Linked DNA regions of Mus musculus: all the other regions are linked to region 3. A link is a contact called in public Micro-C and promoter capture Hi-C data. All regions are on one chromosome and are shown on one strand. Each heading gives the region's core, a stretch centred on a gene start, on an enhancer-like site or on the middle of the called end of the contact. The rest is flanking DNA. Distances are from core to core; before and after follow the strand shown.

What was found. Promoter capture Hi-C pulls out the DNA fragments that hold promoters and counts their contacts. Hi-C and Micro-C count contacts between places; a contact is called where the count stands out from the background.
Region 1: a contact with region 3 is called in a promoter capture Hi-C map of stem cell-derived epiblast-like cells, with 11 times the contacts expected there. The contact joins the promoter of 4930404I05Rik here to the promoter of Hunk in region 3. A contact is called at or near these places in 11 of 39 promoter capture datasets (the C10 cell line, cranial neural crest, embryonic stem cells and 7 more), 2 of 484 Hi-C or Micro-C datasets (both in embryonic stem cells), 8 of 115 datasets of contacts at active chromatin or transcription factors (the SCID.adh cell line, astrocytes, bone marrow-derived macrophages and 4 more) and 1 of 9 other capture datasets (embryonic stem cells).
Region 2: a contact with region 3 is called in a promoter capture Hi-C map of hippocampal neurons, with 14 times the contacts expected there. The contact joins the promoter of Cfap298 here to the promoter of Hunk in region 3. A contact is called at or near these places in 14 of 39 promoter capture datasets (the 3T3-L1 cell line, cranial neural crest, embryonic stem cells and 8 more), 1 of 15 datasets of contacts at CTCF or cohesin (large pre-B cells), 22 of 484 Hi-C or Micro-C datasets (the HL-1 cell line, Th1 cells, adipose-derived mesenchymal stem cells and 13 more) and 20 of 115 datasets of contacts at active chromatin or transcription factors (T-cell acute lymphoblastic leukemia, astrocytes, bone marrow-derived dendritic cells and 14 more).
Region 4: a promoter capture Hi-C map of pre-B cells shows a contact between it and region 3, with 2.8 times the contacts expected there. The contact joins the promoter of Olig1 here to the promoter of Hunk in region 3. A contact is called at or near these places in 4 of 39 promoter capture datasets (the 3T3-L1 cell line, the C10 cell line, pre-B cells and 1 more).
Region 5: a Micro-C map of embryonic stem cells shows a contact between it and region 3, with 4 times the contacts expected there. The contact joins the promoter of Olig2 here to the promoter of Hunk in region 3. A contact is called at or near these places in 1 of 39 promoter capture datasets (embryonic stem cells), 2 of 484 Hi-C or Micro-C datasets (both in embryonic stem cells) and 1 of 9 other capture datasets (embryonic stem cells).
Region 6: a Micro-C map of embryonic stem cells shows a contact between it and region 3, with 6 times the contacts expected there. The contact joins the promoter of Paxbp1 here to the promoter of Hunk in region 3. A contact is called at or near these places in 8 of 39 promoter capture datasets (the HPC-7 cell line, cranial neural crest, embryonic stem cells and 4 more), 1 of 15 datasets of contacts at CTCF or cohesin (pro-B cells), 5 of 484 Hi-C or Micro-C datasets (cerebellum and embryonic stem cells), 18 of 115 datasets of contacts at active chromatin or transcription factors (the SCID.adh cell line, T-cell acute lymphoblastic leukemia, craniofacial prominence and 7 more) and 1 of 9 other capture datasets (embryonic stem cells).
Region 7: a promoter capture Hi-C map of cranial neural crest shows a contact between it and region 3. The contact joins the enhancer-like site here to the promoter of Hunk in region 3. A contact is called at or near these places in 5 of 39 promoter capture datasets (cranial neural crest, frontonasal cranial neural crest, pre-B cells and 2 more), 3 of 115 datasets of contacts at active chromatin or transcription factors (embryonic forebrain, embryonic hindbrain and embryonic stem cells) and 1 of 9 other capture datasets (embryonic stem cells).

Annotation. Positions count from the first base shown.
Region 1 is chr16:91,009,684-91,013,254 of GRCm38.p6, forward strand. It overlaps 4930404I05Rik (RIKEN cDNA 4930404I05 gene), which reads left to right and starts at 1,566. Exons shown (of 3, transcript NR_028368.1): 1 at 1,566-1,636. Synj1 (synaptojanin 1) reads right to left here and starts at 1,625. Exons shown (of 32, transcript NM_001164483.1): 1 at 1,410-1,625; 2 at 341-486. The coding sequence starts at 1,507.
Region 2 is chr16:90,932,823-90,936,431 of GRCm38.p6, forward strand. It overlaps Cfap298 (cilia and flagella associate protien 298), which reads right to left and starts at 2,027. Exons shown (of 7, transcript NM_026502.2): 1 at 1,760-2,027. The coding sequence starts at 1,898. Synj1 (synaptojanin 1) reads right to left here. Exons shown (of 32, transcript NM_001164483.1): 32 at 3,275-3,609.
Region 3 is chr16:90,384,495-90,388,333 of GRCm38.p6, forward strand. Hunk (hormonally upregulated Neu-associated kinase) reads left to right here and starts at 1,903. Exons shown (of 11, transcript NM_015755.2): 1 at 1,903-2,222. The coding sequence starts at 1,962.
Region 4 is chr16:91,267,549-91,271,285 of GRCm38.p6, forward strand. It overlaps Olig1 (oligodendrocyte transcription factor 1), which reads left to right and starts at 2,221. Exons shown (of 1, transcript NM_016968.4): 1 at 2,221-3,737. The coding sequence starts at 2,329. The coding sequence ends at 3,111.
Region 5 is chr16:91,223,804-91,227,287 of GRCm38.p6, forward strand. Olig2 (oligodendrocyte transcription factor 2) reads left to right here and starts at 1,747. Exons shown (of 2, transcript NM_016967.2): 1 at 1,747-1,850; 2 at 2,542-3,484. The coding sequence starts at 2,597.
Region 6 is chr16:91,042,724-91,046,605 of GRCm38.p6, forward strand. It overlaps Paxbp1 (PAX3 and PAX7 binding protein 1), which reads right to left and starts at 1,656. Exons shown (of 18, transcript NM_026110.2): 1 at 1,283-1,656. The coding sequence starts at 1,631.
Region 7 is chr16:90,962,233-90,965,863 of GRCm38.p6, forward strand. It overlaps Synj1 (synaptojanin 1), which reads right to left. Exons shown (of 32, transcript NM_001164483.1): 16 at 2,273-2,413; 17 at 1,981-2,173; 18 at 1,586-1,744. Among named protein-coding and RNA genes, the nearest start is that of Cfap298, 29 kb to the left of the region's middle. Within about 2 kb of position 1,794, at least 15 of the 459 cell types and tissues checked have an H3K27ac peak or open chromatin away from gene starts, as enhancers often do.

The DNA of each region.
Region 1 (3,571 bases), core at 316-2,815, 620 kb after region 3:
CAAGCTGTCTTATTGGGTTAATGTGATAAAGACAAAATTGCAACACCATTTTACAAAAAGATAAACTTCTAGAAGCAGAACAGATGGAAAACAAACTCCCAGCAGCAAAATCTGCACCGCCCTGCACCACCATCACCCCAATAAAAACCCTAAGCTATCTCAGTTTACAGAAAATAAGGCTTCATTCAAATTAAGCCAAAGCACAAACCCGTACGCTAAAGCTCAGAAGATCAAATTCAGGGAGAAGGTTCTCAAGAACCTTTTTTTTATAAACTGTTGAACTCGCGAGTTACAACCAAAACAGAGATCAGAATCGGGCAGGTGAAAACACGTGACTTACAGAGCACAGCCACAGCCCCAGACTCGAACATGAGACATTCTTCCTTATGCCTAGTTTCCACTATGAGGCTGAACGGTGGGGGATCCAATTTGTGGTAGATTCGAAATCCTTTGCTGAACGCCATTCTCCTTTCTTCAGAGGCAGCCCTGTGGAAACCAAGTCAATGCACCTGAGGTTTCCTTCTGCTGCAAGGACTGCTAGGCGTCCTCCTGAGGTCCCTCACTGACAAGTTTGATGGGGGTTGGGGGTAGAGAAAAAGAGAGCTCAGGGGTGAACGGTTTATTCCAAAAGATAAGGCGTCACCTTTTTTTTTTTTTTTCTTAACCAAAAGGCAAAAGGAAACGCGTCCAGTTCTCAAGATACGGCAGGACAAGGCAGGGGTTTTTAGCACCGTCGGTCCTGATTTGGATAAGGTGGATTTCCCATTTAATTTATGTTTCCCCAAAGGGAAAATCTGTAGCGTATTTTCAGTTGGGGTTGTTTATCGGCTTCCTGCTTCACGATCTGTCACTACGGGAAGGGAACTGATGGGGAAACTTCAAGCCGATCCCTAGGCGGAATGGGCAAGGGGATGGGAGGGAAGGTTAATCAGGCTGATTCAAAGCTCCTGAGGGGGCCGGAGAGGGACGGGATTATCACACCGCGGACTCTCCAGGGCGGCGGCGAAGGGCAGGGAAAGCCACACAGGTGACTGCCGCCTCCTGCCCAGTCACGAAGCTCACCGTGACGAATGGATCCCACCGCCACTCAACGAGATCCCGGGGAGCCGGGGGGAACTGAGGCACCGGGCGCTTCAGCGCCTCCATTACGCACCGCCAGAGATACCCGGGAGCCTGTGCCGACGGGGTCCTTTCCCGCCCGCTGGGTGACAGCCGCTGTCACGGCAAGCCACCCGCAGCCCCGGGGTCTCCACACAACCCGCCGCCCTCGGCCCTCGGCCGCCTCTCACCGCTTGCGACCCGGCTGCGACGGCCGCCACCGCTCAGGAAGCGTCCACCCGGCCGGCCGGCTGCCCCTGGGTAGAGCCCGGGCCGCTCCCCGCCCCCCGCCCTCCCGCCCGCTGCCTCACCTCTTCCTCCGGCTCCTCCTCCTCCTTCTCCCGCAGCCTCCGCCGCTACAGCCGCCCGAAGCGTCACTTCCGCTCCAGCAGGTCCAGCTCTTCCGCATTGCGCCGCTGCCCAGGCGGAAGGCCCGCCCCTTAGGGTGAAAGGGCGGAGCCGTTTCCGCCCACGCGGGACCGTGCTGCCGAGCAGGGCGCTTACTGGTCACCGGGTTCCTGCGGCCGCCGCGTCCTGGGTCCGTGAAGCGAGCCTCCGTCGCCCCGGGAGTGGGAAGGTGGCACGGCCAGGGGAGCCGGCAGAGGGAGGGTCCGTCCTCCTCGCGTGGAGCCCTGTAGCTCTGCCCTCCCCGCGGGCGACAGGGAGGGACTTCAGGAAAGAGCTGGGGGAGCCCGTGTTGATTCGTGCTCGAGTCGGGCATCAGGACCACCCCCTGCCGCCTCCGCAGACCTGATGGGCGATGGGCGAGTGCGAGGCGGGGGACGGTGTGCACCCCGCGCCGGCTGGGTGGCGCTCGAAGAGCTGTCCATGGTGTCTGTCGTCAGGGAGGCAGCAGGAGGCTGTTCCCTGGCTGTTTCAGTGTGTTCTCCGAGCTCCAGGGGCGATGGAAGAGTGCTCAACCGAATGCAGTGGAGAGTGGGGGAAGCCAGCAACCAGAAACTCCAGGCAGTCAAACAAAACATGGCTGTCACTGTCGATTTGCCAGCCGTGGAATTTTATAACTAAGGGCATCACACTGTTTCAAACTATCTTTTTAAACGAGACATTATGTCTAAAACTTGTGTCCAGCAGAATTATTCTGCCTATACTTCAGAGACAAAAATGGGAGGACATTGTAGTCCCTGGGGCTTTAGAGAGGAATTGAGAATCCAAGGAGCACGGCAATCATGTTCCATTTGCCTTTGCTTTCCCCTAGCCTCTTCCCCTTTTTACTTTCTTCCCAAAAGCACAATTTAAATATGACGTATTGCATAAAAACATTTCCTCTAACATGCTGTCATGTGACTCAACGCTTCTCTATTTTAGAGAAGACAAATCCACCCTAGTTTTAAAATATTAAAAGCAAACTAAACACAAGAGAAGCCACCTCCAGCCAAGGAGATACACACTTGGATTCAGTTCTTAGATCTTTTCACTTAGTCTCCTAAGAACAACTTTTACTTTTTTGTTGTGGTTACAGTAACCACAAGCTTATAATAACAATTGCTTGCTGTGAATTGTGGTTAGCCATTTTTCCCTCCCAAGAAGTGTCCATTTCAGGTGGGGACAGTCCTTTAAATAAAACAGGGATGTTTGAGAGTGGGATTTTTCTTAAGTGTGATGACTGTATATGACATGCACCGACAAAAACGGGTTCAGGAGAGCTGGCCACTGAATTGTAGTACTTTGGAGGTAGCTTTTGTTTTTTGAGACAAAGTAGCACAGAGCCCAGGCTAGTGTGCCAACCATACCTGGTTTACGTGGTGACAGACTGAACCCAAAGCTTCATGCGTACCAGGCAGGCATTCTACAAGCTGGGGGGCATCCCCAGCCCTAGGGATGAACCTTTTTATGACAACTGAAATTACCCCAAGTGGAGCTGTAATCAAACTTGCTTACCCCATCATTCTTTTCACACCAAGAATCCCTGTGAAACTACACCAAAAACTCTTTGTCAAGGTGGAAATCATGGCACTAAGCGCTTTCTAAAGCCAGCCTTCTGCCTATTCTTGGTATCCTGAACTAAGAAAGCGGAGGTCCAAGCTTCTGTTATAATGTCTTTCTTCAAATTAAGCTAAAGCAGCAGTGGTAGGTCTTAGCTTTCCCAAGTCCTTTCAAAATACATTTTTAATTATAAAATAAACCCAAGATTTGAAAAGCATACTAGTGACCTTTGAACATTCCTTATTGTCCCTTTTCTATTTATTATTGTTACAACATATCCAAGTAGCTGCACGTTTTAGCAAACCAGTGTCTATAGTAGACTAACTCAAAATATATAGGCACAGTCTAAAGCTTTGCAAAGAAGCCAATTGTGCTGACTGGAACTGAGCAATGGTGAGGCTGTCAGAATGCTCATACCCTGATTCTTGTCGCTAGCAAACGACAGATGACTGGGTGACCCGAGTCTAAAAAAGTTTTGGATATCTGGTAGACTGTTGTGGTTATACAAGAGACCGAGACGAAATCACAG
Region 2 (3,609 bases), core at 777-3,276, 550 kb after region 3:
TACTGATTGTGAGGGCATGAAGAGTCATGGAGAACAGTAGAGGCTGGGCATAGGAAGAGGCCAGGTCAAACTTCAGTTTCAGGGAAACCCCAGGATTGAAAGGATCATGGAGAGAGGCTGAGGCCTGGCATCATGATGCAGGGTGAGAGAGCCCAAAGAGAGGCCAAGAGGCAATCGGTGCCATTGGTAAGGGGAAGCCTGCGGTTCCGGCAGTTTGGAAATGCCAACACCATGGGATGACCACCAAGGACAGCAGCAGCTACGGAGTGGAGCCAGCCTCAGCCTGTGAGATGTGTTCTGTGGGCCCTGCAGAGCAGAGGGAGCGGAGAAGACCCTGAGTCCCGCACCTCTGACAGCGAGCTTCACAGGGCTGCACTTCAGTTCTCCTTCCAGTGCGAGTGCGCTCATGGTCTTCCCTCTTGGAGTGAGATTAGGTCTTTTTACAGGTGCCCGGTAATGGATATTACAGAGAGGTTTGAACTTTGAAAGAGACTGCATTTTTAAAGTGAAAAAATTTAAAAGCCTGTGGAACTTCTGAAAGTTGGAATTTGTTTTATATTGAGATATCCATATTAATAAGGTCTTGGGGATAAACAAAAAGGAGAGGGTTATGGTTTCATGGTGATATGTCGATTGGTGTTGACAAGGAAGCAATTGGTTCTGCTTGGCTTTTGTTGACCTGGCATGAACATAGACGTATCTAGGAAGAAGGAACCTCAACTGAGAAAATGTCTATTTCAGACTGTTTGTAGGCAAGTCTGTAGGTAAGGCATTTTCTCAATGACAGTAAGGGGGGGGGGGGTAGCACTCTCCGGGTGGTATCACCCCTAGGCAAGTGGTCCTGGGTGGTATGAGAAAGCAGGCTGAGCAAGTCGTGAGGCGCAGGCCAGGGGCAGTGATCCTCCATGGTATTTGCTTCAGTGCCTACCTCTGTGTAGATTCACCCATGCAATTCTTGTTTTTTTTTTTTTTTTTTTTTTTTTTTTGAGACAGGGTTTCTCTGTATAGCCCTGGCTGTCCTGGAACTCACTTTGTAGACCAGGCTGGCCTCGAACTCAGAAATCCGCCTCTCTCTGCCTCCCAAGTGCTGGGATTAAAGGCGTGCGCCACCACCGCCTGGCTCACCCATGCAGTTCTTACATGCTGCCCCACACTTTCGGTTTATGATGTTAAAGACCCGGAGGTTCCCCCCACCCCCTAAATGTTTTACTTTTAATATGTCATTTAATATTGAGCCTTCTTTGAAAGCAGTTAAGTTTGATTATATATATAAAACGGGTCTTAAGGCGTTCTCTATAATGTAAAAATCATGTGTTTCCTAGGAGACAGAAAACAACACCAAGGCTCTCCCGGTGAGAACTTTCATGGGCGGCTTCAAAGCGAAGAGACTCAAGGGCCAGGGCTTTTAGCGTCTCAAACTGTCCCCCTTCCCTGCAGCCACCACTCACTCCACCCTCACCCTTGACAACTCCCACCGTCCCCGATCCCTCAGCTCCGTCCCGCCACCTTTCGACCCAGTACGTTCGCACTTCCCGGAAGCCCAAATCCCGGCTTAGCTCAGCCTCACTTGGCATCCCGGCTGCTCTCCTCCGAGTCGGCGGTTGGCTGGCGAGCCTGGGTTTCCTCCAGCCGTTGGTCTTTCATCCCCGGTCAACCCTGATGCTCCTTTCCCACCCCGGGCTACGGCAAATCTCCCCAAATCCTCGCGACCCCGGGCGCTGCCCCCTGACCCCGAAGCCGCCGGCCTCCCTTTCCGCACCTGAGCAGAGCCGGTGCACCTTCAGCCGCCCGTTGTAGACGCGGGCCACCTGCGCCGTGAGCTCTTCCAGCTCCGTGCTCCCGGGCGCCTGCAGTAAGAACTGGCTCTCGTCGCCTCTCTTCACGTGCAGCACAACCATGGCTGCGCCAGAGGCGCCGCCGAGGTGGCAAGGCTGCGGGGCAGGGACCACGAGGCCCGAGCCGGGTCGGCCGGACCCACACCAGCCTGAGATTAACCGCTGCTCCGAGGAGGAACCGTGGAACGCGGCTCACGCTTCAGCCCGGAGGGATGAAGAAAACGGCGCACGCTCGCGGAAGTGGCTGTTGCCAGGGGCAACAGTCAAACATTGAGCTCGTGCCCAGTTAGAACTCGCGCCTGGAAGGCCGGAGGCGCTGAAGAACAGGTTGTGCGGGCCGCACAGTCGCCGCTCCCGGAAGTAGCTGTTGCCCGGGCAACCAAAACCCAAACTAACAGCTAGAGGCCTGTGCGGACGGTCCGGGGACTCGGGAGATGTCCGCTGGAGGAGCATGGCGACTCCTGGATTAAGAATGAGAGCGAGCGCTGGGCACTATGGGAGCATAGCCGCCGCCAAACTCAGACTGGTTTCGCGCAGGCACGGATCGCTTCCGGAAATGCCTTCTGCTTTGGGTCTCCGGTCAAAAAGTGGGGAGCGCTGCTGCTGTGCAGAGCTCATTTAGTTCCACAGCTGTCTATCGCCCGTCCCATGGAGTCTCGGTCCCCCACAATCTCAGATAGGGCAAGCGGGCGCAGCGCTGTTCTTCCAGGGCGCTCAGACACAGCTGAGGATCCCATTTTAGTGTTATAAAGAGAAAACAAATGGATGGAAGAAAATCAAATAGAGGAGTAAAGAAAATTAGCAAAGAAAATTAACCTGTGCTTTGAAATGATCTCAAACTCATAGTTTCGCTAAATGGTGAGGGTTTTTTGTTTGTTTGTGGTGATGGCACATTAAATTTTTTACTTGCCAATGGAAATTCCTGGAAAGAAGCTGTGTAATAAAAACAGCAGTGATGTGGAGAGGCTGTGAATCTGCGGGTCCAGACTGATTACCTTGTCTCTGTTAGCTATAGCTCCTAGAACAGACGTCCATTGCCCTCCTATGGGTCAGAAATAACTTGCATATAGGCTCTGAAATCTATAAACGTAGCTTTCACTAACCCAAAAGTTAAGAATATCGTCAAATAGCATCTGGTAACTAAAGAAAAACTTCGTCTTACTGTATATGCCTCTCTGGCATTTCCACCAATGTATTTTAAACTTGCCATGACTTACGACTTTGTCTTAGAGAGCTACAAAACTTTGTGAACATGGAATTTGGGGTAACCCAAATCTGTCATGGTCATTCATTCAAATTTGGCTTCAGAATAAACTACCTCTTATTCCCTGCATGTATTATGTGCACACACACACACACACACACACACACGAATGTGGGAGTGCACACATGCATAGAGAGAAAAAAAAACCTCTTCCCTTTTGAGTAAAGAAGTCAGCTGGTGATAAAGACATATTTATTTCATATGACAGCACATCTCACAAGATATGTACAGAATGTATACCAGCAACTTTAATACTGTACTTCTATAAAGTATATAGTTATAAATACTGTATGCCACATAAGCGATAAACCTCTTACATACATATAAACAGCAATCTACTAGAGAGAACAGAGACTCACAGAGATTCTTAGTGTCTGTTTTCTGCTTTGACCAGACCTGGCAAATACACACGATGTCGAGTTCTTTGTAGCAAACTTTAACTTGCTTTGTGCGTTTCAGCAGCTACCAGACTTCCTGACAAGGCAGAGCTATTGCTCTGCAGACATTACA
Region 3 (3,839 bases), core at 653-3,152:
GATGAGTACTCTCTGGGATTTGCCTTAAATTGCAACAAATGAATCTCTAAATTTTCACAAAGAGCTAATTTCCTAAAATTTAATTAATGCAATATTGGGAAACTTTAAATCCTTTCCTGAAGGAAATGGGCTTCACCCCCAAAATGGGCTTTATTCTCCCCACACTTTGAACCTAGCATCTTCTCCCTCTCCCCACTTCCTGCCTTTAAAAAATTCAATTACTGAATTAGAAACGTGAAAATGTTTGGATGAGCCCTGCAGAAACTGTAGGAGCTAAGGCGTCCCTCAAGTACAGCAAGAAAGCAGTGGAAAGCTTGTCTTTAACGTAGGAAATCCAGAGCAATGAGACCCCAACCCAAGACAAGACTAGACTCGGTCATAATAGCAAGGGTGGAGACTCACAGCTTATGCGTGGTTCAAACCAACAGATGCCTGAACTTGAAAAACGGTCATTTTGGGGGTTACTTTCTAGATAGGCCAGGAAAGGGATCTTCCCCGCCCCAAGACTGGATGGGTGACAGCTGTGTCCCCTCCCCCACCTCAGAGCATAAATGTGGATCGATGATGTCATAACTGTTTACTGCGGGGTAAACAATGAAATGAACTTTGTTAGGACCGAATCCTCCCTTTGAGCTCAGATGATGTGTGATCAGAGGTTAAATTTGCATTAGACGCGGGCACCTCAACAGGTCGCATTTTGGAAAGCCCTCTCCGCATCCTTTTTGTGTGTGTGTGTCTCTCATTTCGCTTCAGGAATATATTGGGGATCCTGGAGAATAATGGGTAGGTGTCTCAGGCTGTTTATGTTTATTGTTTAGGTGAAATCAGTGCACTCACAGAGCCCGCAGAATAAAAGCATTCAGGAGCAGTGAGGCTCCGGTCCGGTCCGGTCCGGCTCACCCTGCAATACATCATCTCTAAGGAAAGCAGAGAGGGGGCAAACGAACGCGCACAAGCAGCAAACGCCCTGGTTCCTACGCTGCCGCCACTACTGTTAGCTGTGGCGGCTGCTTCTCCACGGACAACAGCAATCGAGTATGTGTGCGAGCCCCGACACATAGCCTGCTAGGTACCCACCCACCCATCTTCCATAGTCCCTACTGTGTGCCAGGTTCTGGGTTGGGTATCCAACTCTGCTACAGTCCAAAGCTTCTCTTTCTCTTTCCCCTGCCTATGGTGGGTGCTGTTGGTGAGGACATTCACTCTCGAAAGGGCCAGAAAGCTCAAGCTCAGAACCTGCGCGATCCGCACCCCGGGAGGCAGCAGGTCTTGGGCAGCCCAGGAGCGCGCGTCTACGCGGCCGCGCGGGGTCCCCCTGTCTGGCGCTCAGGTGGCTTCGCCGCCCACTCCGCCGCTCCCTTCCCCTCCCCTCTCCAGCGAGGGTCGAGTTCGGCTGTTGCGCGCGGGGAAGGAAGGAGGGGCTACGAGGGATTTGAAAGTGCTCAAGCTGCGGAGTGGAGCTCGCTTCTGTCCCCGCCGCCCGCGAGCGGATTAAATTTCTGCAAATTCAAACTGAATGGGGCTTTCTTCTGCTGCCTTCCAGAGGGCGCCTGCAGCCCGCCGCGCGCTCCTCTCCGGCGGGAGCGGCCCCGGGGAGCACCGCTGAGGACCCGGCGGGCCAGAGGGCGGCGGCGCCCGGGCTTGGGGGACTCCGCCACCGGACTGTGCCCCTCTCGGACCAGCAGCCGCTGTTCCCTCTCACAGCCGATCGGGGCACCAGACGGGACCGCGGGCGCGATCTGGGCGATCGATCCTCGGAGGACGAACTTCTCGGGGGCGGGTCCCCGGTCGCCCGGTCGCCAGCTATTGTCTGCGCGCGGCGCTAGCACAGAGGCGCGGGGGGCGTGAGCACAGAGACCCGGGCCGGGCGGGGCCGGGTCCAGGGCGGCGGCAGGAGGAGCCAGGGCAGCCCCGGGAGCCGGAGGAGGAGCGGCTGCGAGCGCGGGAGCCGAGCGAGCGCGATGCCGGCAGCGGCGGGGGACGGGCTCTTGGGCGAGCCGGCGGCACCGGGGGGCGATGGAGGCGCGGAGGACACGACCAGGCCGGCGGCGGCCTGCGAGGGAAGTTTCCTGCCCGCCTGGGTGAGCGGCGTGTCCCGCGAGCGGCTCCGGGACTTCCAGCACCACAAGCGCGTGGGCAACTACCTCATCGGCAGCAGGAAGCTGGGAGAGGGCTCCTTCGCCAAGGTGCGCGAGGGGCTGCACGTGCTGACGGGAGAAAAGGTGAGCTGGGGTGCGCGGGCCTGGCGGGAGGACCCGGGAGCACTGTCCCGCGAGCACTCAGCCTGGCTCTCCAACCCAGTGTGGCTAGACGCACGCTCAGGCTCTCCTAGTGGGCCACCGGGCACCTACTGATGGATGATGGTGGTGATGGGCTCACGTTCGTGGGGTGGGGTACCCGGGCAGATAGATGTACCCGCGAAGCTACCCCGCACCGTCTTTCTGTTTTGTTTTGGAAGGGTGCCGCCTGGCGGACGCCAGGGAAGGGAGGGGAGAGGTGGCGGTGGAGGGTCCTGCGGTAGGGGCATGGATCAGTGCAGAGGCGGGAACTAGATCCAGGCTGGGGTTCAGCTTTGCCTGTGGAATGTGCGGCGGCGGGAGAGCAAGGCAGCCAGTCTGAGGTTGCTTAGAGTTTCATCCCTCCTGGGCTCAGGCGAGGACGTGGAGGGGAGTTGGGGCCCTGTAAGCTCCCCTCTCCCCCCGTGTGGGCTGGGGCAACTGTTGGAGTAACGATCCTGCTTTTGGCAGGTGCAGAACTACACAGGCCCTGGACTCTAGAAGTTTGCAGATACCTTTTCATCTTTCTAGAAGACAGTAAAGGAAAGGGGCCCCTCCCCCACACCCGGAGGGACTCTACTTCGACCTAATTAGAAGTGAGAGAGTGAACTCTTGCCAGGCCGGGTGCGGGCAGATCTCAGGTGTTAACTTAGATTTGTGAAAAGAAACCCAAGAAGCTGACTTACTTTTGAGGCTGGGTGGCCTCAGGCAGGGAATTGCTCTGGGCTGCCAAACTGGTATCTTTGTAGGGACCCAATACTCTAATCACCCAGGCTGGGGGTTGTCCGCGCGGGCGGAGGAGGGGAACTCAGCCGGTCCTAGCAGCAAATAGCCCAAGGGCCAAGCCCTCGGGCCTGCTGCTCTGGGTTTCCTTGCCCAGCCTAGGGGTTTGTGACAGTGATGAACTGTGAGAAGTCTGGTGACAGGCCAGGGCCACCACACTAGTCATTTTCTAGCCTCTGGATACCTTTGATTTCCTCTTGGTTTCTGTTGTCCTGGAAACCCCTACATTTGAGCACTGGGTTCCATCACCCTTTGACTTTATCTTCTTTTTCTGTAGCCATTCCAAGTGGGGTGCCCCTTTATACTGGGTAAGCAGGGTTAGACCGAGCAGTCATTTTCAAGTGTCTCTTGCCCGAATTTCCAAGCAAAAAAAAAAAAAAAAAAAAAAAAAACACCCACAAAAAACAAAAAAACAAAAACAAAAACAAAAAACAAACAAACAAAAAAAACCCAGCATTCAGTATGAACTCACATTAGCTCTTCAAAGGAGAAACTCTTTAGACCCGTCCTAGTTGTTCTCAGTGGAGTAAGGGAATATTTATTTACTTTTTGGTGCGCAGTGGGCTGTCTGCCGGACACACATCAGTGATGCAGACTGATTTCAGGGAGCTCATTTCTGTTCTGGCAGGGAGAGGCGAAGGACTTTGCTCTCAAAATCTAGAGGATTTAGTCTGGCTATGCACATCACCTCTCTAAAGAGATCAGAACTTCTTAGAGCTTTTTGCCATGTTGGGCTGGACCTCAGCTCCTCACTAGGGCAGTTTTGCCCCATGGGATAAT
Region 4 (3,737 bases), core at 971-3,470, 880 kb after region 3:
GTTCATAGCAAACGGCAGTTCTTACGGCAGGCACTCCTTCTTGTCTTCCATAAAAAGTATCCAGGGCGAAGTGCATCTTCTGCTAGGAGCTAGATCTGACCTTTCTGCCGTGGGAGGAGGACCCACATCTGCTGTTCTGCAGGTAACAACAATCACTGTTGTGCACCTGAAGCAACGAGTGTACAACTGGAGATGCATTTTATTCTGACCCTCATTTTATTATCTAATTCACAGTGACATAACGGCCTGATGCCACTTATTGGTCAGTGGGTTTTTAGATACCGTACAACTCTTCCTGAGGGACAGTTCAGGACTCTGACAAGCTGCAGGTGTATGCCCCACTTGTGTGCAGGGATGCCAGCTTCCACAAGGAATCCCATTGTGCTCGAGAAATATTTGGTACCCCCCTCAACAGGTAGGAATGTCGGGTGTTATGTTCTTTCTGATCAGAGGCCAGAGTGGGGTTTGCTTAAGGAAGAGTCAAGTCACTGATAAAAACAGCTCACATCCCTTTGGGGAAGGATGAGATGTTTTGTAACCCCAAAGACTCCTTCATCCTTGTAGACCTGTGGATCAGAGAGCTGGGGTGAAAGTAACGGAAAGTAACCATCCTACGCCCTGGTCAGGTAGACACACACATAGGAGCATTGTCCTAATAGCCCTGAGGTTGAAGCCACCCTCTGTGAGCTCAGATAAAGGCGGTGGTTACAGGAAATGTAAGACGTCCCTGGGAAGTGTAGTGAGCTATTTGGCTTTTTCAGCAGGAAGAATTCAGGCTGGGACTGCGTGGCTCTGTGGGTAGGGTGCTTGCCCTGTGTGCACAAAACCCTGGCTTCAGATCCACACCAGTGCATAAACTGGGCACGGTGAGTGAGTGCTTGTATTCCCAGGATCCGGGAGGCAGAGACAAGGAGGATCTTAAGTTTAAAGTTATCTTTTAATAAACACGGAGTGGGGCCCGACCTTGGATACAGGAGGAGAAGAATCGAGATGCGCGCTATATCTGACATGGATGAAGCCTGAACACATGCTAAGTCACCAAAATGAACAATGAGCCACTAAAAGACAAATACGACTGTGTATATGGGAGACAAATACGACTGACTGCCTATATGGGATTCCCAGAGAAAACAAAGTCACGCAGACACACCCCACCCGGGGTGATATTTACCAAGGTGGAGAAGTGGTTGTTTGTCAACTGGATATACCTGAAAAGAGGGAACCTCAAATGAGAACACTGACGTCACCAGATCAGCCTGGTGGACTCCTCGCTGATGCATTTTCTTTATTAATAATTGATGTGGGAGGGCCCAGCGCACTGCGAGCTGGCACCATTCCCAGCAGGTGGGCCTGTGCTCTATAAGAAAGGTAACCCGATCCTGCGATCCTGCGCCTGCAGAAGGAAGCAGGTTAGAGCTCCCCTCAGTTGGCTACTCTTGGTTCTTGCCTCTGTGCCTGCTAACTTCCTGAGTTCCTGAGCTAACTTTCCACAGTGAGGAGCTGTGATTGGCAGGTGTCAGCCAAGGGAACTCCCCCCCCTCAGTTTCTTTTGGTTCCAGTGCTTATCACAGCAGTGAGAACTAAGACAAGCAGAGGGGGTTTTCTCTTTAATGCTTACCAAGAGTTAGAGTTGCTGTTTTGATGGTTTAAGGGTTTAAGTTTTGCAAAAAGCAAACAAGTCCTGGCCATCTGTTGCAAAATCGTGTCAACAGTCAGGCGTTTTAACGACTGAACTGCGCACTCTGGGATGGTTACGTTTCATGTTATGAATATTAGACTGCATTTTTATAACAGCCAACCTCTCACTTTGGAGCCCAGATTGGCCTCCTCTCCTTCCTGCTTCAGTAGTTCCCAGCGATGGGATTACTGGCTGATCACATTTTACAAGGACAAATGTAACTATAAAAAGGGATGGCAATAGAGCTCGAGAGATAAAGGGAGGCAAAAGCCATTTTAGCCTGACCAGCTGAACTAGAATTCGGAAGGAACAATGTTTTGCCCTAAAGCTCCCTCCCTTGCCCTCCCAGGGCGGGCGCTGTGGCACCCGCGCAGGCGCCCCACGATAACCCTCTCTGGCAACTCTGGCTGTACCTCTGCTCAGGCGACCAATGAACACTCGCCTGTGGCCAAGCTCACGCCTCCATTGGCTGCACCCCGCCAACCGCGGTCCTCGCAGGTTCCCAAGCCGGGTTTAAAGGTGTCAGGCGCGCACGGCCCCTCACTGTCATCCGCCGGCACGCAGGTCCGCGGGGAGGGCGATCTGCCGACCGGCCCACCCCTGGGCGTTAGTGAAGGGCGCCCCGGGTCGCCCCACAGCCCCCGCCCCAGATGTACTATGCGATTTCCCAGGCGCGTGTGAACGCGGCTCCCGCGACCATGTTGCGGCCACAGCGGCCTGGAGACGTGCAGCTCGGGGCCTCGCTGTATGAGCTGGTGGGTTACAGGCAGCCACCTATCTCCTCATCCTCATCCTCATCCTCTTCCACCGCATCCCTTCTCCCCAAGCCTGCGCGCGAGAAGGCCGAAGCTCCGCTCGCTGAACCTCGGGGACCTGCGCCAGAGTCCGGGGGCGCCCGGGCCGACGCCAAAGAGGAACAGCAGCAGCAGCAGCTGCGGCGCAAGATCAACAGCCGCGAGCGGAAGCGCATGCAGGACCTGAACTTGGCCATGGACGCGCTGCGCGAAGTTATCCTACCCTACTCGGCAGCGCACTGCCAGGGCGCGCCGGGCCGCAAGCTCTCCAAGATTGCCACGCTGCTGCTCGCCCGCAACTACATCCTGCTGCTGGGTAGCTCGCTGCAGGAGCTGCGCCGCGCGCTCGGCGACGGTGCGGGACCCGCCGCCCCGCGCCTGCTCCTCGCTGGCCTGCCTCTTCTGGCTGCCGCGCCGGGCTCTGTGCTGCTGGCACCCGGTGCCGTGGGACCCCCCGAAACGCTGCGCCCCACCAAGTACCTGTCTCTAGCGCTCGACGAGCCACCGTGCGGCCAGTTCTCTCTCCCAGCTGGTGGCGCGGGTAGCCCTGGCCTCTGCTCCTGTGCGGTGTGCAAGTTCCCGCATCTGGTCCCCGCCGGCCTGGGCTTGGCAGCGGTGCAGGCCCAGTTCTCCAAGTGAGGGCTGGCTGGGCCCGGGGCGGAGCGCGACCTCAGCCAATCTTCCCGCGCCCCCGCGTCCTGGATCTAGGCAGAGCTGGCCCCAGAAAGGAGGACATTTCCAGACTTCTCTCCCAGACGACAGACTGTAGGGCGCCTTCTTCCCCGCCCCCACTCCCTGGCAATTAAAATAACCCAAGCGGGTGTTCCAAGGAGCGATGTAGTTGCTTGGGATTCTAGATGAATCCCACCTGTTTAGAGCCAGAAGTCTTCGCATCCCCACCACAACTCACCCACTGGCAGGGGTGACAACCCCCACCACCGCGGGCTATTCTCGTATCCGTGAGCATCGCGGAGTCGGGGAGGACGGTAGCCGGCCGGTGCGGTATAAGGGGGTTGCCCTGGGTGCAGCGAAAGGCTGCCCCCAGCTTGGTTTCCTGGCATGCTTCCGCTCCCTGGCCTAAGAGCTGCTCCCCAACAGTGTCTACCCAGAGGGGCGTCCTTTCCTTGTCCAGGGCCTGAGCGCACAGGCTCCCTTGCTCTCTCCAGCCAAACCATGCGGATCTAGGAGGTCTAGAAAGCCCAGGCCACCGGTACAAACATCAAGGGTGTTACGGATGGGCCGCTCTGGAAAGCCCAGGGTTTCCG
Region 5 (3,484 bases), core at 497-2,996, 840 kb after region 3:
TAAATACATATTTAACGGATGGCTGCAGAGCCAGCTGGGAAACACGCGGGTCGGAAAACAATGCTTCAGAAGGCACGAGATGAGGGGCAAACGCGCCAGCCCACTGACACTCGAGGGTGGACCCCAGGGGGGGGGGCGGGGGAGAACTTAGCACGAAATGAGGAGCAATCGCCTGAGTTTTCATGCCTGTTCTGACTTTGCTACAAGAAGACCAATTACTGTTTGTCTGCTTGCTTGTTAAAACTACATATGCGAATTCAAATACCAAGCAATGAGAAGTAACGAGAAAAGACCGTTAAAACTCCGTGAGAAGGAATTGGCGCTTATGTTTGGGGGGTGGAGGAGAGGTAGCACCCGAGATCTGTAAAAAATAAATATCCCAACAAACAAACAAAACGCATTTGAGCTGGAAATGTCCGGATGTGAGAAACAGTTGGGGGTGGGGATACAACCTACTGCCCCCATGCTTGGGCACTGCCAATTGCTCGCATCCATCCACGGTAGGCAGGGTCACCTGTATGGGCCTGGCCGTATTTTCTCCTGGAGGCTTGCTGAAATCAATTCCTAGGTTTTCACTTCCATAAAATGGGTGAGTGTATAGTTATCTCTAGACTTCCCCAGGCAATTCACCCAGATCCAGTTTCTCAGCTTTGTATGTGTGTGTGTGTGTGTGTGTGTGTGTGTGTGTGTGTGAGAGAGAGAGAGAGAGAGAGAGAGAGAGAGAGAGAGAGAGAGAGGCTGCTACCTATAAAAGACGTCCCAAGGCAGCTAGGAGTGTGTTTCAAGTATCAACTCCCATCCACAGCGGAGAGCCTCCGATAATTCTTTGCAAATAATGTTGCCTCTACTCCAAGGCTTGGGCACCAAGATGTTGGAAGTTCAGTGGCTGGGTTTCCCTGAAAATGAATGAGGTGGAAGTCGTTAACCATCGATGCGTTGGCGCTTTGACTGTATTGAAAATAGCTCTCCGGAGCTTCTACACAATCTAAACTTTATAATGAATTGCGATTTCTTCCCAGAGTGCTAAGAACCTTTCTCTGCTTCCTTGCCCGCCCCGTGCTCTCCAAGGCCATGCCCCCACCTGGGGGCGCTACCGCCTGTCCCCAAAGCTGCAGCAACTGCCACTAAGTAGAAAGGAGCTAAGGGAGTGGGGGCCTTCTGCGCCGCTAGTGTTTTCTTATGCAACCACAAATGGTCACAGTTTGATGAAAATCACTCGATAGGTCGGCAGCGGGAAACAGGAGGAGGCGGGAGGGCTAGCAAAAACTCCAGGTGTGGCAAGCAACCTCGGTGTTCATTCTCAGCCATAGAACTGGTTGGCCATCGGACGAGTTTGCAGATTCCCCGTCTCACTCCGTACCCTGGCCTGACGCTACAGTGACAATATTTATATTGAAAGTTGCAGGCGTTCCCTCTCTGCCAGGGTCCCCAGACTTCTTTAGCAGCCCCGCTAGCCCACCCGCTTCTTCAGCTCGCCCTTTCCTCTCCCTGCCCAGGTCCCTCCTCCCATCCCTCCTCGCGAATCTCTCTACCGCGGGCGCCCATTGGCTGTGTGCTGAGAGGAGGCGTGTGCCGGGCCCGGCGGGTTTCATTGAGCGGAATTAGCCGGGTGACATCAGCTTCGCAGCCCCTCGGGCCGGCCCAGCTCATTGGCGCCTCTGCCCCTCCAGGAAAAGCACATTGTTCCCGCCCCCCGCCCGGACCACCGCCACCGCCGTCGCTGCTGCCTCCACCCAGCTATAAAAACCAGCGGAACCCCGAAAGGTGTGGATGCTTATTACAGACCGAGCCAACACCAGCGCCCAGAGCCAGGTTCTCCTCCGCAGCGAGCACCTCAAATCTAATTCACAGTAAGTGTCCCCGCCCCTTAACTGCTCCAGCCTAAACCCCGAAGACCGACTTCTCCAAAGTGGCTAGGATTTAGGATGCACCCTACAGTGCTGGCCTACTGGCCGAGATCCCGCCCCAATAGGTACTAATGACTGCCTGGGTGTCTACACTCACCGCAGCATCCCAGGCTCCAATAACTCCTGTTGCGAGTCCGCAAGCTAGCCGCGCGGTCGTAGAACCAGCGCTTAGAAAGTGAATCCAATGCGGGCTGCCAGTGCGTGTGTTCACGCTTGCCGGCGTTTGCTGCGTGTGTAGATGGCGTTAAAGGCAGATGCGTCTGAGCACCAGATAGAAAATACTTCTCTATTCAGATCTCCGGTCCAGAGAAAAGTCCTCATTTATTCCAGGCCGGACTGAAGAAATAAAACCTCTAGAATGTCCCTCATTGAGGGCCACCCAGAAGTCCCTGAAATAAAGTAACCGGTGGATGAGTGGGGAGGAGAGAGATTAGGATAACTTGCATGCCCCGGGCTGCTAGAAGGCCAGACTGCCGCGGCGTAGATGCCAACCACCTTTGCGGGTTCCTGGAGCTGCCGTGCAGGCGGGGACGGCGATTGTCTCACTTCTTTCTCCACACCCTGTGTGTCTGTCTGTCTGTCTCTGTGTATGTGTGTGTCTGTGTCTGTGTATCTGTCTGGTTCTCTCCTCAAGTTCGGAAGGTTGAAAAAAGAAGGATCATTCGAGAGCTTAGATCATCCCTGGGGCCATGGACTCGGACGCCAGCCTGGTGTCTAGTCGCCCATCGTCCCCAGAACCCGATGATCTTTTTCTGCCCGCCCGGAGCAAGGGGGGAAGCAGCAGCGGCTTCACAGGAGGGACTGTGTCCTCGTCCACGCCGAGCGACTGCCCGCCAGAGCTGAGCTCCGAGCTACGAGGGGCCATGGGCGCGTCAGGCGCGCATCCCGGGGACAAACTGGGCGGCGGTGGCTTCAAGTCATCTTCCTCCAGCACCTCCTCGTCCACGTCCTCGGCGGCCACGTCTTCCACCAAGAAAGACAAGAAGCAGATGACTGAGCCCGAGCTGCAGCAGCTGCGCCTGAAGATCAACAGCCGCGAACGCAAGCGCATGCACGACCTCAACATCGCCATGGACGGCCTGCGGGAGGTCATGCCTTACGCGCACGGGCCGTCGGTGCGCAAGCTCTCCAAGATCGCCACGCTGCTGCTGGCGCGAAACTACATCCTCATGCTCACCAACTCGCTGGAGGAGATGAAGCGACTGGTGAGCGAGATCTACGGGGGTCACCACGCCGGCTTCCACCCATCGGCCTGTGGCGGGCTGGCACACTCGGCGCCTCTACCCACCGCCACGGCGCACCCCGCGGCCGCCGCGCACGCCGCGCACCACCCGGCCGTGCACCACCCCATCCTCCCTCCCGCAGCCGCCGCCGCCGCCGCAGCCGCCGCCGCCGCAGCGGTGTCCAGCGCCTCTCTACCGGGCTCCGGGCTGTCCTCGGTCGGATCCATCCGGCCTCCGCACGGCCTGCTCAAGTCACCGTCGGCAGCCGCAGCCGCCCCTCTCGGAGGCGGGGGTGGAGGCAGCGGTGGCAGCGGTGGCTTCCAGCACTGGGGCGGCATGCCGTGCCCCTGCAGC
Region 6 (3,882 bases), core at 406-2,905, 660 kb after region 3:
AAGTGCTCTCCCTTCCTCGTGCCTTTGTGCTGTTTTCATTCTGCCAGCATATTTTCACACACACAAGTCATTACAAAATCTGAAGTTTATTGCAATCTATTGCAGACTCAAAAATGGGTATTGCCAGGCTTGGCAGCAAATGCCTGGGATCCCAGAGCTGGGCAGCCAAAGGCAGGCAGCTCTCTGAATTTGAGTTCAGCCTAGACTACAGAGTGAGTTCCAGATCAGCCAGGGCTATAGTATAGAGGCTCTGTTTCAACAAAACATAATTAAAACAAACAAAAAATAGTATCAATTCCAGAAACTAAATGAAAATTTTAGTGAGTAACCCAAGGAACTTCAAAATTGTTAAATTTTGGCATATTTCACCCATCTCAGGATAAAAAAGTATTTAGAATGCTTCCTTAAAACATTAAGTCAAGAAACCTAAAACAATACACCCCAAAGTTATTCTGCCAAGTCTGAATAACTCTGGTCACAATAACAGTTATTTCAAAATTATGCCTAGAGTAAATCATTTTGCAAAACTAAGTTTCGAGTGACTTAGCCCTCATCTTTAATTTGAAAATCCAAGTCAAGAACAAGACATTTCAAACAATGCAAAACCTGGTCTGTATCTCCTTCAAACAAAATTCCAGAGAGGTCAAAGATAATTCACCCATCTTTCTAGAATCACGAAAGCATGACGCAAGACCTTCGAAAATCATCCAATTTTTCCTAACATGATGTTGAGGTACAAGTAAAATCGAAATCCCCTGCAGCCTGGTCCCTCTTCTGCTTCAAGAGCCAATGCCACAGCGGACATCTGCTCCTCCCATTTACTTCTACAGAGAAACCGAGACTGGACAACAGCAAGGGAGCGATTGGATCAAGGTCACCGGGAGCCAGGGCTGCAGCCCCAGAATTGTTCCCAGCCCTGGTTTCGGTCCTCCTCTTTAACAATCCGGCCTTCTTAATCAAGGAGGCCTAAACCGAGACGCCAACAAGCCGCAGGTACAGAGGCCTGCAGACGACTAAGAGCAGGCAGTTAACCAAGAGACTCAGGCTGCCTGCAACTCGCAAGGTAGGAAACGGGTCCACGGAGCATCGAGCCTTCTCCTCCACTCAGGATGGCTGATCAGGGCTCTGACAGCCGGAGGAGGGACTGCACAGGCCGTAGACTTGGCTGGTGGCAGCGCGGGAACACAACCCCAGGCAGATCCGGAGGCCGGAGGTGGGGAAAGGGGCGCGGCGCCCGGGCGAGCACGGGCTTGGGGTCCGCGTGGGCCGGGCCGGGGCTTACCTTCCTCCTCGTCTTGGAAGCTGAGCAGGCTGGCCCTGGGCACCTCTTTGTTCTCGCGAGGCCTCTTGCGCGGCTTCAGCCCATTGCCGGGCTCCGCGCCGCCGGAGATGCCGCCCCCGGCCTCAGCGCCGAGGCCCGGGTGGTGCGCGGAGGGCGGCGGCGGCAGCGGCCCCGGGCCCAGGAGCGACTCCCCCGCGGGGGCCCGGTCGCCGCCGCCAGGGCCGGGCTCTTCTCCCGAGGCCGGCGGGGGCAGCAACGGTGGCGGCTCCTGCTCCTCATCGCGCTCCCGCTCCTCCTCCTCCGAGTCGTTCCGCTTGCGCACGTTCACCCGCCGGGCCTTTCGGAACATCCCAGCCGCCGTCACCGCGCTCTCACAGCCGCTCGCTGACTGAGAGGACGAGGGAGCGCGGAGACCACCGCCACGCACGCGCAGTCGCAAGAGTTCCCCCCCACCAGCCGGGTCGTCGCGGCTCTGGCTAGCTATCGCGCCGCCTCGATTGCGCATGCGCCTGGGCTCTCCTCGCGCCCCACTACTTGGGCGGAGTCTCTTTGCACTGCCCTCTAGCGGCGCGGGGGACTGTTGGCATGGTACCCTCCGACTCCAGTGTTGTTCCAAAGGTCACAAAGAGGATCATCGAGATGAGAGGAGCGAGTGTAGTCTGTCGTCTCGGAGCGTGTTGCTGCAATGCGTCTTCCGCGCTTATACGGAGCCGTTACGTGTGGCAGCCTCCCTCCCACTCAGTGCCTGCAGGGTAAACAGAGGCGGGAGGCCGGGGAGAAGCGGAGGGACGAGTCAGTTGACTTGAGCTTGGGAAGGGAAAGTGCATCTCCATGGTTAATATGCCTCTTAATAACGCGAGGCGATGCTAGCAGATATCGTCTACAGATCAGAAACTCCATTAATACTTGCCATCTCTACAGCTTTATCAACGCAAACACTCTCAAAGGCGTGGGAGCACACACGTTAAATCCCAGCAGCACTGGGGAGGTGGAGGCAAGGCGATCTCTGAGTTCGGTGCCGGCCTGATGTACATAAGGAACTCCAGAATGGCCAAGGCTATGTAGGGAAACCCTCACTGTCTGGGGAAGACAGAACCAGAGATGATACATCTCCCTGCTGCCGCAGCCATTCCCAGGAGAGCGAGGTGTTTTCGGGTGGCTTGGTAAGAAAGCCAAGTTAGGTAGCAACTATTTTAACTATTTTACGAAGCATAGTGAATTTCTGAAACAAGCGGAAGGAAGATTTGTCTTATTTTCAGACTATATCACAGAGGGCAAATCTGAACCTTGGCGGCCTTAAAGAGATTGCATGAGCCGGGCGGTGGTGGCGCGCACCTTTAATCCCAGCACTCGGGAGGCAGAGGCAGGCGGATTTCGGGAGTTCGAGGCCAGCCTGGTCTACAAAGTGAGTTCCAGGATAGCCAGAGCTATACAGAGAAACCCTGTCTCGAGAAACAAACAAACAAACAAACAAAAAGATTGCATGAGGTTGAGCTAACACACAGGTTACCCAGTTCATAACCAAAGTTGAATCTTTTCTTTCTCTCGAGCATATCAGGATGCGTGGGTAGAAGTGTTTGTGAAATTATTTACATGTTTCAAAACCCGCCAAAAGAACGGGATTGGAGAGGTGAATATTGCAGTTTCGAACCAGAGGACCCTGGCTGCAGTCCCAGTACCCACACCCTCAGGGCTCCTCAAAACTCCAGTTCCTGGGAATCTGGCGCCCCCTTCTGGTCTCAGCATGCCTGTAGTGCCCAGCAGGACGTGTCCTGAATGCAGGCTAAAAGCATGGTGTTTACACATCATCTGTAAAAAGGTGCTGGACAGCACAGCAGTTAGGAGCACTTTGCCGCTCCTGCAGAGGACCTAGATTTGGTTTTCAGCACCTAGTATGGCAGCTTACAACTATGACTAACTGCAGTTCCAGGAGATCCTAAAACCCTCTCTGGCTTCCTTGTGTGGCAGCACACACATAGTTCACGTACAAAGCATGTGGGCAAATATACATAAACAATACAACAAAATCATTAAAAATATCTAGTTAATTGAAGTAATCCCAGCCCTCTGGTTGGAGACCTGCCTAAGATAAAGGAGAACATGTCTTTAAAAAAAAAAAAATCCCCAAACCTCAAACTATGGTGCACTGGGCTTGTTGAGAACTTTAAAGGAAAAGTAAGCCCTCTGTTTAACATCGCCTTGCTTTCCCCTTTCCATTAAAAACAAGTGCAGAGAGAGGCCTCCTCTGAAGTTCTCCATTCAGCCTGAAGATAGAATTCCCAAAAGGAAACACCATTGTATAAGCATGGCTGCCCCCACCACCCTGGAAATCTCATCAACTAGGGAACATTAGCACCAGAGGAGAGGCCAATGGTGTGGATCCCATTGGCCTCTGTCACCTAAGAGATGTACTGTATGGAGAGGCGTGTATTATTCACAGTACTGTTGGCCACTTTACTCACCCACCCCCTGTCACCACGAGTCTCCCAGAGCCTCAACTCCCGTTCTGTAGTCACATGTGTGCCTAAAGTTTCCTCTCCACCGCTGAGCCTTGTACTTATGCATTTGTGTATCTGTGTGCTAGCTTCCTTCCTATTAAT
Region 7 (3,631 bases), core at 544-3,043, 580 kb after region 3:
GAATGATTTAGGGCTCAGCGCCCCGTCTTATTCCCAGGACTCTGGCAGTTACGTATCTCTTCACTGACTGCTAACACTACAAGTAGCTCATTTGACCACAGCTGAGAGCAGGCCAAGCCTGCTGGTGCCGGTTGTACTTTATTTGTGTTTGCCTTTGCACATGTGTGCTGGTGTCCGTGGAGGTCAGAGTAGGGCTTTGGATCCAGGGTCTTCAGATAGGGCAGCAAGTACCCTTAATGACTGAGCCATCTCTCTAGTCCTATATTTTTATGCTATGTGCTGGATAATCTCATACAAAATATCTGTCTATCTAGTAACTATTTCTAACAGAACAGAACAGAACAAAAATTAAAAAAAAAAAACAAACCCAAAACCAAAAACCCCACAGTAGAAAAATGTGACCTTTTCCCACTTACTCTTCCATTAGTGAAACTTTAAAAGCATGAATAAAGAAACCACCCTGCCTATGAGACACCCAGACCTCTCTGCGGGACTGGGATTGCAGCTCAAAAGCATGAGGACCTGGGCTCAGCACCAGCCTTGCCCCATCGTAGAAGATGGTATGAGATCTGGGGACTCATCTAGCCTGATACCACACTCTGGAGTAACAGCTGACATCCATGATGGTGAAACTGCCGCTGAGGTGACTTCAAGCTTGGTGGCCCCAGTTACTGTACCAGTGGCTCCCAGCCCTTCTACTTAATCTGAGAGTCCACATTATTATCATCCCACAATTATAGGCCTTCTGTTTGATAGTGCATCTTACAGACACACTAACGTATTTTCTTCCTAAGAATTATAAACATTTTAAAAACATTCTTTTCCCCTTCCTTTATTTCTTTTCTTTCATTCTTTCAAGAAAAAATAATTCTGTATGTTTAGCTACAGGTATGTATAAACAATAAATACAAAAATGAAATAAGAAAATGTTTAATTGTCAAAATTCATACCCTCCTTTTACAACTTTTCTTTATTGTATGCATATTTATAATTTTATATGTATATTGAGTGAAGAGAGCATATATGTGCCACAGGACACCTGTAGAGGTCAGAGGACAACTTTTGGGAGTTGTTTTTTCCCTTCTATGTCACTGAGGCAGGATTTATCTTGATTCCGCAGTTTTACTCCAGGCTGGACTGGTTCACAGCCTTCTGGCAACTGACCAGTTCTCATGTCTGCTTCCTAGCTGCCTAAGGATTGCAGTTGCATGCCACTGCGCTGGGGTGTTACCTGGGGCTTGCTGTGTAGGTTCTGAAGATCAAACTGATCTTCAGCATTGCAAGGCAAGTGCTTTAACGCTAGTCTCATCTCCCTGACCCCTCAAACTCCTTCCACTCCTTCTCCCTCTCTCGTCCTCTCCCTAAGAGGAAAAAACAACTTACATTCCTTTTTATTTCTGTGCATCTTTTTATATGCCTAAGTGTGGACCTGGAGTTACAGGTGGTTGTGAGCTGCCCAGTGTGTGGGTGCTGGGAACTGAGCTTGGGCTTTCTGTGAGAGCAGTGAGTGCACTTAATTGCTGGGCCACATCCCCAGCCCTCCAAGGGCCCCTTTTGTAAGACAGTGATCTCAGGAAGCAGTTACCTGTCCTGCATTTTTCTGGTTGATGAGCTGATCCCCAGCGATCAGAGAATCCCAGTTTTGTTGTCTTATGAGCTCTTTAACCTCTTCATTCGGAAGGTCAATTCGATAGTTGAAATCACCACACCAAAATACATAGTCATGGGAGAAGAGCATTCGTCCCTGGAAACACGAGACAGACAGCCTGTGCGTCACACTGTGTCTCTGCCTCACAAGGGCTTGCACTATCAGCACTGCGCCTTGAGCCCAACAATAGCAAGACAGCAGACGGAGGCACACAAACACTGCTGGTGTCTCTAAGGACTGCTCTAAGTCTTCACGACTGCGGACAGGAAATGTAGGATAAAGTGAAATGCAATGCAAAGGCTTGTCTTACAGAACCATCAGCAGAAGCTTACCATGGGGAAACTCAGTTTTCGTGCTATTTCTACAAAATCTTCATTTCTCTCTTTGACTTGGGACTGCCCTGCAGCAAAGTGGCTGCAGACGAAGCAAAGGCTGGTGGTGTGGAAGAGCATCCGAATTGCAACGGCGCCCTTGTTTCCAGTTGCACCTCCCATGCCAGTTTTCACAGTATCAACTGCAACATCCCTACAAAGCACAAGTTATGAATGGACGAGATGGCATCGCACACACTAGGGCCTTTCTTGTTATGGCATGAGAAGAGACAGAACGGTGTCTGTCACTGACCTGATAAAAGGAGCGTGCTGTGGTCTGATAAAGACAAACAGGCAGACACCCACCAGCTGCTCCGAGGCCAGCAGGACATACTTGTTGTCCCTGGAGATGGTCTTCTGCAGCTCCACTGCCCACAGCTTCTGGTTGGTTGTGCTACAAAGTATTACAGAGGGAGGGACTCCTAAGGAAAGCTTTACACGCCCTTTATACATCTGATTGCTTAAAAAAAAGAACATTTTCATGCAAGCTGCTTTTTGTTTCTGTTAAAAAGAAAATGTGCACCTTAACCAAAATAACACAGTGTTTCAGTATTTACAACTTATTCAAGAGGAGATCCGGGTTTAGTGAGATGGCACGCCATGTAAAGGTACCATGGCCAAGCCTGACAGCCCGAGTTCAATCCCCATGACTCTTGGGGAAGGAGAGAACTGACCCCTGGGGCTATCCTCTGACCTCCACATACACACCATTGCACACGTGTGCCTTCATACACACATGCACCCAAACAAATAATGCTAAAATTAAAAACCCCAAGAAATAAAACAAGAGAGATAGGAAATGAGTTAGAAAGAGACGTGAGGTGAGCAACTCAGATAAACTTCACACTTTAATGTCAGGTATTGTTAGGTTAATGAGAAACATGGGCTTCTACATATCACCTTGTCTCACTCCCACTTATTTTATGAAGTCAACTTTATTATTTTAAAACTCTGTCTGTCTGTCTGTTTCCCTCCCCCACCCTATGTCATGTATGTATGTTATGTATGTATAGGTGCCCGAGGAGGCCAGAGACAGGCATTAAAAATCCCGGAGACAGAGTTACAGGTTGTTGTGAGCCATCCTATGGGATGCTGGGAACTGAACTCTGGTTCACTGGAAGAGCAGCAAGAGATCTTAACTGCTAAGTACCTCTCCTGTCCTATAAACTAATTTGTTTTTAATTTAAGAAATTTTTCTTTTAAATAATTATGGAAAAAGTTTAAAAGCCTACAATTTGTTAACTGTAAAGTAAGTCATCACATACTAATATTTAGCTTCAATATCTCTTTCCTTCCCTTCTTCTTATAAACCTGAGATATTTTAGCCAAATCTAAGACATATGCCATTTTACTCATAATTACTTTTATGTCTTTAATATAATGGACATTTTTATCTTTACAAAACCTACAATATCATCACCAAATAGTAACCCTTAATATCACCTAATATTAAGAAACAAGATCAACTTTATTTCTTTTGGAAAAATGGGGCTAATCCATTCTTTCTAGAGTTGCTCGCGGCTGTTCAGGGAACAATACTAATCAACATCACCTACCTACCGATGGTCAGTGCACACATCTATTACTTCACTAAGAGCTGTAAGATATTCAG